2 separate regions of the Sus scrofa genome follow, and region 1 is linked to region 2. Evidence: chromatin contacts called from public HiChIP or PLAC-seq data. All regions are on one chromosome and are shown on one strand. Each heading gives the region's core, a stretch centred on a gene start, on an enhancer-like site or on the middle of the called end of the contact. The rest is flanking DNA. Distances are from core to core; before and after follow the strand shown.

Evidence for each region. HiChIP or PLAC-seq counts read pairs in DNA pulled down with a chosen protein or histone mark.
Region 1: an H3K27ac HiChIP or PLAC-seq map of alveolar macrophages shows a contact between it and region 2. The contact joins two enhancer-like sites. A contact is called at or near these places in 2 of 2 datasets of contacts at active chromatin or transcription factors (alveolar macrophages and skeletal muscle).

Annotation. Positions count from the first base shown.
Region 1 is chr13:110,854,125-110,860,652 of Sscrofa11.1, reverse strand. The region is part of intron 11 of FNDC3B (fibronectin type III domain-containing protein 3B); the gene reads right to left. Among named protein-coding and RNA genes, the nearest start is that of GHSR, 130 kb to the left of the region's middle. Within about 2 kb of position 3,427, at least 10 of the 83 cell types and tissues checked have an H3K27ac peak or open chromatin away from gene starts, as enhancers often do. A contact at or near this core is called in alveolar macrophages, where this site is marked.
Region 2 is chr13:110,526,338-110,532,638 of Sscrofa11.1, reverse strand. No RefSeq gene overlaps it. Among named protein-coding and RNA genes, the nearest start is that of FNDC3B, 58 kb to the left of the region's middle. Within about 2 kb of position 3,063, at least 21 of the 83 cell types and tissues checked have an H3K27ac peak or open chromatin away from gene starts, as enhancers often do. A contact at or near this core is called in alveolar macrophages, where this site is marked.

The DNA.
Region 1 (6,528 bases), core at 2,178-4,677, 330 kb before region 2:
ACCAATAATCTCAGAAGCTCATATTTCCAACACTGGTACTAATAGATGAAGTTGGCTGATATTTTCAATTGCCTTCAAATTAACAGATTGGAAGAGACCCTTCCAGTTCCTCTTCCTGGCACAAGAAAACACAAGAGTGCTAGAATCCAGCTCCCTTTGATCATGTGACTTGTACTCTTTCTGATGTTTTCTTGACCTATGGCCTCTTCCCATTGACCTCCTTCTCTTACAGGTTCTTTCACAGCCATGCCTGCTACCTTCCCAAGCTGCTCATACCAGGTTTGATAACTGCCTGCTAAATAAGTAACATGCATCTAGTTATTGGTAGTCATGTGCCCACAGCCCATGGCTGCTGGATCCAGACATGGGCTGAGTGATTCTGGGCTGGACACTCTCTGTAACAGCCAGTTCAACCTGTCAGGAACATCAACGATAAATCAAATAAAAAATAAGGCTGCACTGGCCAACTGAACTACTGCCAGGCCCAAGCATTTAGTCTGCTAGTACATCTATATTTAGAAGTTGTTCCAGCACTGGCTGACCCTACACAGCATCAAAGACAAATGTTGGCTTGAGGAATAAAACAGCATGTATGTGTTCAGCATAACCGTATATAAGAAGGGGTTCATAACAGGGAGGTGGGAGATACTCCACATCTGGGTGGACTCAAAAGTTCTCTGTGCCAAACCTCACTCTCCCCTCAGTGATGCCTCTTTCATTTGACTGACTACTCTGGCACAGAGGAACTTTCAAAGGTAAGAAAAGGGGGTGGGGTAGTTTGTGGCTGCATGTTACTAAATAAATACTGCATGTATTTTATTCCCTGACACACTGGTTTTTTTATATTAATGGGAGAGGCTTGGATACCTGAAATAGCCAAGGATGCTCATCAAGTTTCCTGGTCTAAAACAAATGAACATAATGTTCCTCCATATCTCTCCAAAGACAGAGGTTCACCTGATGTCAGATGCTCTGATAAGATCAATGTGTGGCAACTGTCCCAGTGAAGGGCAAGGAAAGGAGGAACCAGGGGGTGATTTTAGAACAGGCTGCCTGTACAATTTATAAGTGAACCAAGGGATGGATGGGCTCAGTTCACCCACAGAGACAAGGCCCAAGGTGGCCACCCTCCAGCTGGCAACCAACAAGGGTGACAAATGAGTTGATAAATCAGGTGCTAAGGATCAAGATGCGCATAGGTAATTTAGCCTCAGCTGGAAGCTCCCCACAAAGTCTGCAGCCCAAATGCATAACACCATCCTGTACATGTAACAAATGGTAAAAAGTATAGAGAATCTGCTCCTGGTGTGTAGATGTCTTGGGCCAGGGTCCCTACAAGAGAGGGCTCCTTTGAACTCAGCTCTGCCTTTGGCACCTATGGACGTCTCTGAATCATCAAATCCTTCCTTGTCTAGCTGTCTTCCACAGGAACTACCATGGAGGAAGCCATTTCCCTGGCTCTCAGAAACCACCCTTTGATGTGGCAGCGAATATCTGTGATGTGGCAGCGAATATCTGTGATGTGGCAAAACACTCATACTCTGCCAGGGTCACTGATTTGGCCCTTATGTAAAAGATGGTCTCTGATGGACAAAGGAAAACCCCACTCTCTCATCTCCAAGAAGGCATTCCCCAAGAATGAGTCAAAGCGCTTGGGGGCCTGAGCAAATGATACCTTTTCCTGACTTTCGGCCAGGTGTTGGTGATGAGCTGGGAAATAGGCACTGGCCTTCCCAGCAACATGCCATGCCACCTTGGGCAGCGAGGCTCCTTTGGGACAGAGCATCTACACCTGCAGGGAGGCTCTCCTCCTCCATCCTGCAGGACTGGACATTGCTGGTCCTCCAAGAAGTGCTGTTGACTAGCCAGAGAAGCCACGTGCAGATTCACTTGTGCTAAGAAGCCTTCTGAAAGATGATCAATACTAACTAGTAAACACCTAGGTTAAATGGAAACCTGATTAATAAACCAGGTACCAAGCACCTCCTAGGGGCTAGCTCAGCTCCTAAGTGAGCGAGGTTGGCTGCTCCTGAACTTGACATCCACAGAGTGCAGTCTGGGGCCTGCCACCTGCTCTAGGTTTCTGCTGAGCCTTGCCTGGCTAATGGCTGCCCTGGGGATTATGGGTTCTACCTGCTGCTGGCCTTTTCTATTTCAAAGTATATTTCCCTTGATTTCTGCAGTATTTATTTCATTCTCAGTCTACTGTGTTTTACAGCTGTGCTGGCTCATTAGTCACAGGAAAGCCAGATGTGAAATTCCTTTTCAGGATAGCTGAGTCACATGTGAGGACAATTCTTGGGAACTCCACTAGTCACATTCCCACAAAGCTATTTTTCTAGTTCTTTCATATATTGTCATGTCTGGGAGCTAAGCTAATGGTAAATTAGTATCTATATATAGCACTGACATCAGTTTTTGTTTAGTTCAAACCAGAGCCATTAACTTCAGGGCTCCTGTTTAAGTTCCCGACAGAGAAATGCCATACTCCTTTCATACGACCCCTCCATAATTGACTTTTCCTACCCCAGATCTTAACATTAATGTGCTAAACGGGACATGAAATAATCAACATACATAATCTGTTACTGCCCAAGTTATCTCATTCAATCTTAATGTACCTGTGAGATAACAGATGTCACTATTCAAGTGGAGGAGCTGAGTCTTAGGGATGAAACTATTCGTTTGATTAGTAAGAGACAATGCAGAGACTATTAATCCAGGTCTCCCTATGTGAAGGCCATGTCACTGAACATATCAACATAAGCTCTTAAGAGAACCCTGCTTGCTCTGAGGAACTAGCTGCAATTGCACCAGTTAGCACAACAGCTAAGAGTTGAACTCTCAGCAAGCTGAGTTTCCATAAATACTTCCTTTACAGAACTTATGTCTTTGAAATAGAAAAAAAAGTTCTTATCTGACTATGAAGTTTGCCCACTTATTCAATTTTTCTAGGAAACAGCCAGGTCACCATTCCTTAAAACACACTGGGCAGGCATTTATGTGTAAGTAAGTCCAAAGGTTCCTAATACTTTTTCACAAAAGCCCATCCATACTCTAGAGGCCTCCATACCCTCAATCCTCTCACCTTTACTAGATACCTCTGTGTCATAAAGCAGAGAAACAGCAGAAGGGGCAAATTTAGTGGGAGGGTGCCCAAGGAGGGGAAAGGGCAGGTCAGAGGGACCAGCTTGGTGGTGGCCTGGAGGGTGGTGAGCTGGGAGCATCTCCTCCGCCTTCCAGACCCCACCCCACCCCAAACCTCTTCATTGTGGGAAAGAAGCTCCATCCTGAAAACTGAGCTTCTAAGCACTGTTTTGCTGTTAAAAAGTTAAGAAACATTTCTCTTAGTCATAATTCTAGATTGAAGTAAAACTCATGGTTTCTTTTTCAAGTCACCACTATGTGTCATACTTAAATCTAGCCGAAGAAAAAAACCCTCATGGGGCTTTGGGCCTGCTTCCTACCAGGCTTCAGAATGACTAGGACTTGTAAATTAAGATGTAAACGTGAGGGTGGGGTACAGTGCGATCAGAAAGAAATTAAAACGTGAATAATGACTCATCCAATAGTTACGCAGAAAACTGCCTTGAAAGTGGCCTGCTCTTCTGATATGGAGTCTCCCAGAGGAGGACGCAGTTGCAAAAGATCCACAAAAATGCAGGGCCAGTTCTCAGGCCCCAAGGCTCTAAACATTACATCCCACCAGGGTCGCCACAAGGTGACATGGCCAGGAAAGGTCACACCTTTCCAAGTTATGAAAACTGATCTGTTTCAGGGGAAAACTGAAACTGATGGCCAGAGCTGAAAAGCCAGTGACACCTGCATGTTCCATTTTTAGTTTGCTCATTACCACCTTACAGTCACAATTTCCTTGATTGAAATACTAAAGGATTGTCTATGCACAATTATTAAAGGAGAAAAGTAGGCATCCAACCCTCTTGCAGAACTATTAGTGAGGAATTTCCAAGTGAATTCTGTGAATGGTGATATGGCCTTAGGGACAATGGATTCAGGACAGCTGATGTATCAGCTCCCCCTGTACTTCACATTTCTGTTTTTGGTTCCCCATTAGGGCCACACCTGCCTTCAGAGGCCAGCAGGTGGTAAGCAATTGATGAAAGCAGCTTTTCCCAAGGTCAACTTAGCACAGCATGCCCAGTCTTAGCAGAAACAAAGGCCGGATACTCACTGGCCTCTGGGCTGCTGCTCTCTCATTCTTGAAGGTCTTTCTAGAGACTTGTCAGCAGGACTTGATGCCCTGTGCTCTTATGTTCCTAACACCTTCAGAATTTTACAGTAATTATTTCATTGGAATGGTGATTAAAAATTGAGCAAAAGGATAAAGTATTCTGGGAACTCTAACCAGTGCTGATATAATAAAAATGTGGGGACAGCCAGACATTCATTGTGGGATGTGGATGGGGTCACTTCACCCCAAGCTGTGGTTCTCAGACCAGGTGCCACAGCAAAGGGTGGGGTATGACTCCTGAAGCTAAACTTGCTTCAAGACTGAGGGATATCTGCTTCCCTCTCAGGCAGGGATCTGCTCCTTTCTGTAACTGGCTACCTTTCTGCCTTTTGAGCTCATTTCTACAACCCCCTGGGTGCCAGAGAGGCCATGGGTGTGTGGCTGGGGGAGGAGAGCTCTGGCTCTGGAGAGGGCTGGGGGTGGGGGAAGTGACCCCAGCAAACCCTCTCCCATCCTGCTGGCCCTATATTCCACTAGGGTGTAGTCTGGAAAGAGACCTGGTACCAGGGGCACCAGGCTTAGAAATGACCAGCAGAAGGTTTGGAGGGAGAGCTGGAGCCTCGTGTGCCCACACTGCCTGCAGGTCAGATGTTGCTCTTCTCTATTTGTACATTTCCTTAAAGAATATTGCACTGCAGAACATACAAGGATTCTTGTGTTGGCACAAGGCCTAGAGTAGGTGAGAGTCAATTAGCCAGAAATCTCCAGGAAAGCTCACCAGGGCTGACCAGCACAGATCACAAGGATGGAGGGACTATAAAGAGAACAGGGGAAGACAAGAATTAGGATGGAAGTGAGGATGACATGGAAGGAGAGCAAGAAGGGGAAGGGCAGGAGAAGGCCCCAAATAAACAACTTCACATTTTGTGGTAGCTAGTCCACAGTGGGTCCTGTTGATTATAAACAGTCATCCGACAGAGCTCCTCCATTTCATCTGAGGCTGTAGAATGTTTCAATTCAAATTCAAAGGGATGGTGGCCAACAACTGAGTCATCATTACCATTTCCTGCAGCACCTGGGTTTTCCTTGGAAGTCTCCCATTCAAGCACTCCACTTCTCTGACCTTAGTTAACTTCTGAGGCCATGGTCCAAGGCAGAGAAGCAGCACTGGACACACATACACACACACATGCACAGCTCTGAAAAGATACGTGAAAGAAAGCAAGCCTCCTCCTTACTTGTAAACTCTATCTCGGTATAAAACCTCAACCACAAGGGCCATAGAGGGTGGTTTCACTTTCCAATCATGCCACCTTAAAATGAAATCCACCTAATCTGTAAAACATACCGGTTAAGTCTGAGATTTCACCAATCTGTACATAAGAACTATTCACAAGTGTCCTAAGAACAATAGATCATTGTGTTTGGTAACTGGAACTCTAGCTGTTCAGATGCAACCCAGATGGGAAAACATGCTTCTACAAAAAGTGATGAAGAATGCCCTTTTCACATCAAAATTTCATCATGAGAATTTTATCCACTTTCCTTTTACATTTGGTTAAAATATTTTTTTTCCACACTTGTCAAGTGACTTTTTGCCTCAGGATGTGTGCGTTTTAAATCTTTCGATGGCCCTAGATTTAAGTCACAAAGACTAGTTAACTCGCATTATGCCCCAAATTCCACATTTCCTATTTTTAAAATTCTTAGTCTGATTGCTCAATCATAGAAAGAGAATAAAACAAAGGTAAATGAATGAACAGAATGAAGATCTACAAGAACAGTATTACTGCTTTTTAGAAAGAAGATTTCCGCATCCAGCATTTCCTGCCGCAGATTCTGTGTAGAGTGTTAGCGAGGCCAGAAAAGGGGCACAATTCAGCACAGAGTGGCCTCAAGTATAAGAAGACTTCACCGTGGATACCATTCGAGGCCTGTGGTGACAGGAACAGCAAAGGGGCCTCCTGTACTAGGATGGTCTGGTTGGTATGGCAATTGCACATGGATAGGAGAGACCTCTGGTGCTGCTCCATGCTCTCACAGAGAGTATTCAGCAGTGCTACAGCAGACTTTACACACAGCACTCCAAAAGAAACAAGTAGGCTTCCCAAGCTACAGCGTGGTTTACCTTATCAAAACCATCCACGCAGGTTGGCCCTGGGCAGCCAAGATAACAAAGCAGTCAATGCTTAATACTCATCAATGCCTGGCCAGATACTAGGGCCTTCAAAATAGATAAGACCTTGTCTTTTCTTTCAGTAGCATTTCTTGCAAATAAGCCAAGTAAATATATTTGAATGCGCAATTCATTATACTACTTCAGTCCTTCTTCATTT
Region 2 (6,301 bases), core at 1,814-4,313:
AAAACTGAATTCTTTGTATGTTTTGCTCAGCAGGGGAGGGAGCCAGGAAAGCCCATGAAACATCTGGGCCCCATGAGTTGTTCAGTTTGCCTAAAACACAGAATGTGCAAGGGGCATGGTGGGAAATGGGCCTGGATCACAACATGAGTGTGATCACAACACCAGTGTCTTCAATGGCAGGGGGAGGTTTAGTATTTTACATGGATGGTATTGTGGCACATTTTGAGATTTTTTTTTTTTTTTTTTTTTTTTTTGTCTTTTTGCCATTTCTTGGGCTGCTCCCGTGGCATATGGAGGTTCCCAGGCTAGGGGTCTAATCAGAGCTGTAGCTGCCTGCCTACACCAGAGCCACAGCAACACGGGATCTGAGCCGTGTCTGCAACCCCCACCACAGCTCATGGCAACGCTGGATCGTTAACCCACTGAGCAAGGGCAGGGATCAAACCCGCAACCTCATGGTTCCTAGTCAGATTCGTTAACCACTGCGCCATGACGGGAACTCCATATTTTGAGATTTCTGAGGTAAGAAATAACCTGATGAGCTATGCATCAGACAGCAGGCAGGTAATGAGAAGGCCAATAGGAGGTGACTGTAATCAGCCAGCTAAGGGCATAGATGCAGGAATTGATAACTTTTTTGATCAAGATGATACAGATTTACTGTCTTTGTGGGACCTGCCACAATTTGGAATTACCTTGTTCTTGCCTTCATGTGGCCTTTCATGTGGTCTTTCTCCCTCGCTAGATTACAAATCCCATGAGAGCAGGGACCTCATCTCTTCCCTTCTTTACTGCCTTCCTGTTGCCTACCGTGGTTCCTGGCCCATAGCAGGGACTCAGCAAACATGAATGACTCATGTGGAAACAGAAATGGTGTGACTCAGAAAACGACGGATGTAGAACAGGTGGGAAGCAGAGAGTTGAGATGCTATGAGGAGAGTTTCCGGCTTGGTCCCCAGAACAATGTTTAACACATGGCTGGATGTTTCCCATATCTCAACTTATTCTCTTTAGCATTTGTCTGTATATCTTTAAGAGATGACTCTTTCTTTAGAATGACTCTTCTTATTGTTATTGTCGCTATATATTTATTGTTTTATTTTACTTTTTTTTTTCTTTTTTTTTTTTTTTTTTTTGTTAAAGGCTTTGCAATGAAGCTTGTTTTTCATTTTTTGTCAAGAGTGTTTTCAAGGGAGGAGACCCTTTCCCTCTTCCACTGATAAAGTATCAGGACACCTGGAGAGGTATACCATGCACTGAAAAGGTTTATCTACAATCAGTAAGAAAAGAATCTAGGGCTTGGCTGGCTGCAAATTCCTACATGTAAAAAAAACTCTCTCGTTTTGAAAAGACTGCTTCCAAGACTTGAAATATTTTTTAAAAGAGGTGGTACATTTTCTGAGTTAGTATTATATTAAAAGTAGGGATGAAGGATGGGTTTCAAGTCTGATATGGAAGATGAGAGCAGGTCAAAGATGAAACTGCATCGGAGAACTGGAAAACTTGAGATTGATTTTGGGGAGGTGAATTTGTAGCCTCTAGGAAAGTGGGGAATACAAGGAAGTATAGGGCCAAGGAGATAGAAATAATTGGCACCTATCTGTTACGTGAGGTGGTCTTGTTCCACCTTGGGGGTTGAGTTAAAAGATTCTCCATGGAGAGGGTGATATCTGCACTGTGAGGATCAGGGAAAGGAGATAGTAGAAGAACATTCTTTTAGAGGCATTTCATGGAAAACAGGAGCAATGGTGGCAGGAATAGCAGTGTTAGGCAAGAAGTTCTAGAAGAAACTGCCTTACTTAAGACCAAGCAGCACTAGTTATGTGGAGAGACTGATGGTGCTGATTTGTACAGCAAGGGGAGTTCATGTTTACCTCCATATCTCACACTGCACAGTTCCAGGAGGCACCCCTCACATGTAGTTCATGCAAATGGGGTTGTGTTCCAGGAGTGAGAGTCACATAGATACTACTCCAGCCATCCAGAAAGTGTTCTCCATTGCACAATTCCAGAATGACCCTCCAACCCCCCTGAAATAGTACAACAAGGAGTACTGTCTACTACAGAGATAAACATCTTGAGTTTTGGTGTTAGGATTCTTTTGGTTTCAAATAGAAACTCAACTCAAATAGCTTAAACAATAGAGGTGATGCATTGGCTAAGTCCTGTGCATTCCAGGGACGGAGCTGGCCTCTGTTTCTCTCTCTTGGTATTGCCTTCCTCCAGGTGTTAGTATCATTATCTCCTGTTTCTGGGTTTCCCTGTGCTTTATGTATGTGATGGGGACAGAAAGGGGTGTGTGTGCATTGTTTGTGTGGTGATATTTTTTTGGCAACCCCTTCCCCTTCTCAGAACCACATGAAAAAGTAGAGAAAAGCAGTTCAGTCCAGAGAAGGGATTATTGTTATCTTCCAAATCATGGAGGATGTGAAGACTATAAATAAAATGTCCACAAGCAGACTTGAATAGGGTTGCTGGTAGGTCATCCATTATCACTTCTGTTAAGCTGTGTGTTAAAAATTACTTCCTTAAGACATTTTTTTCTTCCTTGTTGAAGTAATTCCATTATATTTTTAAAGAAACCCAACATGAAATGTTCTGCTTAAAAAAAACTTCTTTCAAGGTCAATTTACAGCCTTAATTAATATTGATTGGTGAGTGATTATGCAATAATCCTAGAAATGAATATTACTGGATTAGGTTATAATGAGTATTTCATAGACAAAGTCAATACATGAAGTATGTTTTCAGTCTTTGTCATCTGGTTCTAGTCTTTGTTTGGCAACAGGATTTTATACGTGGCTCTGCTAGTGCAGCCAAAAACCTTGCATACTTCACAACTTGCCACTCTTCAAAGATTTAGTTAGAGACTGAAGCTTATAGCACATGCTGCTGGATTAAGCATCTAAAGTGAGAGTCTCATGGGCCTAAAATATCTCTTGTACCCACACATTTCCTGGTAGGCCAAACTTCACAAAATAAACATAGATGACCTCTCATCTATCCAGTCTTCCGGAAAGTTTAGAAATGATGCAACCTTTTGGCAATATGACATGACACATTGCTTTACTTGTGCAGAGCATGAACTTCCTTCATTCTGCACAACCCCAGACAAACAAGCATTTACATTAGCACAGCCCCAGATTCTGAAACAAAATCTCATCGACTTTAACAAAACGAGACATTAAATAAATGGTCTTGCTTGGGGAAGAATGAGTCAACATGTGACAACAGGGGAAGTCTTGTGGTTGCTTCATAGTGACATCCAAGACATTTGAGAAAGTAGAAGCTGGTTTTTCTGTCAATACCTTGGTTTCCTTTCCTTTCTTGTCCCCCCACTCCCGCAGGAATAACAATGTCTGGAATCAATATAGGGCTCTTCTTCTGAGAGGCTGAGTATTTTCCCACACGTGGAGCAGGCTGGCTTGTCTCTCCCTTTGTGGGAGAGTGTGAGTTCCTACTTCTCTGCCTGCCTCACTTGTCTCTCTACAGTTAGCCTAGCTCTCAATTCAATTTCCCTTTCTGGGGTGGCTTATTCTGGTTTCTTTTATTCAATAAATACAAACAAATCTTTGAATCTTAATTAGTGTGCTATGTGCCTCTTTCAACCTCTTGTGCTGATTCTGTGTACTTTATGCCATCTCCAAGATGGAAAAGATGTACCCTATTTTTTCCCAGGGGGGTTCATTTTGTTTTGTTTGGAAAGAGTTTCTTTCCCCTGAAATTGCCTGATTCCTCTGTTTTCTATACTCCCAAGAGATAACCCATGCTTAGAAGTGTCACGGTGTCACTCGTGGTACATAACTAGGCACAACCTGATTAAAGAATTCTGAACAAAGAAGTGATTTCAAACTATTTTACTTACAAAGTACCTCACACTCAGTTCCCAACCTCTGTCTCTAGCCTGTTACTCCTTATAGTATATCCCTTATGACAGTACTTCTCAAACTTTACGAAGTGAAGAACACACTGTTTTCATTTCCCATCTGCTGGATCCTGTGGTGCAGGACTAGTGTGTAGCTTGGGCGACAGGCCACCTGCCACAGGAGCTTGACCACTTTTGGTTTATATCCTGTCCAAAGGCTGGAGGCCACCAACCATGTCATGTCAGCTTGCTAACTTTTCTACAGTGTACTCTCAGTTTCTTTTCTTATCTTGTCACAGATCTTAACAAACAATTCACTGCCCACTGACGACACTTGGAGTAGCACAGCCATTGTACCAGATTCTTACCATTTTTTAGAACAAAGCTTGATTGGTATTGCTTTTTAACTTTGACCCTAGGTATTCCCTCAGGTGGAGTGCCCTGGTTCCCCTTGCCTTGCCTGGCTTATCCCTATTTGTCTTTGAGGGCCCACTTAAAAAAAATTTTTTTAATTGAGAAATAATTTTTTTAACTCACCATTTTAATGTGTAAAATTCAGTGGTTTTTAGTACATCCACAATGTTGTGCAACTGTCACCACTACCTATTCCAGAACATTCCTGTCATTGAAAAAAGAAACCCTGTACCCATAGCAGTTACTTTCTACTCCCGCCTCTTCCCAGCTCCCAACAACCACTCCTTTCTATCTGCAGGGATTTCCTATCAATGGAATCATATGATACATACCCTTTTGAGACTGCCTTGTTTCATTTAGAGTAATTTTTTGAAGGTTCATCCACGTCGTAGTATATATCACTTCTTCATTCCTTTTTATGACTGGGTAATATTTTATCATGTGGCTATACAACATTGTGATTTTACTTTCAGCAATTAATGGACATTTGGGTTGTTTCCACTTTTTAACTGTTATGAGTACAACTGCTAATTAGCTTTGTTGTAGACATATGTTTTCATTTCTCTTGAGTACATACCTTGAAATGGAATTGCTGAATCCTATGGTACCTCTGTGCTTAACATTGCAAGGAACTGCCAAACTATTTTAAAAGTGGCTATGTCATTTTATATTCCCACCAGAAACATTAATTCCAATTTCTTCACATTCTTGCCAACATCTTGTTATTTTATTTTTTTTTAAAAAAAACTAAAGCTTTTCTAATGGGCACCATAAATATTTCTCTTCTGTGATTTCATCTCTGATACTTTCTCCTCCCAGGAAAAATCAACACTTTCTTCTACTCTGCTCTCACAACAATGTATAATACAGCAATTACAAGCTAAATAGCTAATTTTGGAGACTTTCTGAGTACCAGGTACTATGCTAAATGCCTTAAATGTGTGAGCTCATTAAATCCTCACATAATATTAAAAAAAATTTTTTTTTAATAGCCACAACGGCAGTATATGGAAGTTCCTGGGTCAGGGATTGAATCTGAGCTGCAGCAGCAACCTGTGCCATAACTGTGGCAATGCTGGATCCTTAACCCACTGCTGACAGGCCTGGGGTTAAATCCATGCCTCTGCAGCTACCCAAGCTGCTGCAGTTGGATTCTTAACCCACTGTGCCACAGCAGAAACTCCATTCACATGATCTTTTGTGAAGTCAATTTTACAAATGAGAGCAGAGAGAGTAAATTGTCCAAAATCACACATCCACAAAAGTGCAAGCTGGGATCTATACTCCAGGGCATAACTCTTAGGTTTTCAATAAATGGAAGTTACCCATATAATATTCTCTCTTTTGAGCAGGCTCATGCTGTCCTAATAGAACTAGCAATGTTTCATTTCTAAAGATTTGGTGGAACTTTGGTTTACTCAAGAGAATTCCTGCAAAATACAGTCAACAATTCTCATTTTTTCCATTCAAGGTCTTACAAAGTACAAACTAAATCTTCCTAGTCTTAAAGTTTATATCATATCCAGTATCTAAAACCCTGCAAAGTGTCATTTGTTTATCCCCAGTCATATACCAATCCTATCACACAAATGAAGGCATTTATTGCCATTTCCAGGAACATGGATTGACCTAGAGATTATCATACTAAGTGAAGTAAGTCAGACAGAAAAAGACATAGACCATATGATATCACTTATATGTGGAATTTGAAATATGATACAAATGATACAAAACATGATACTTATTTACAAAACAGAAACAGACTCACAGGCATAGAAAACAAATTTAAGGTTACCAAAGGGGTAAGGGGTGGGGAGGGATGAATTAGGAGTTTGGGATTAACAGATAAAAACTGCTATATATAAAATAGATAAAAAATAAGGTCCTACTGTATAGCACAGAGAACTGTATTCAATATTCTATAATAAACCATAATGGAAAAGAATATGAAAAGGAATATATATGTTATATACATATATATGTATATATATTATATATTTAATTATAATATATATTATATAT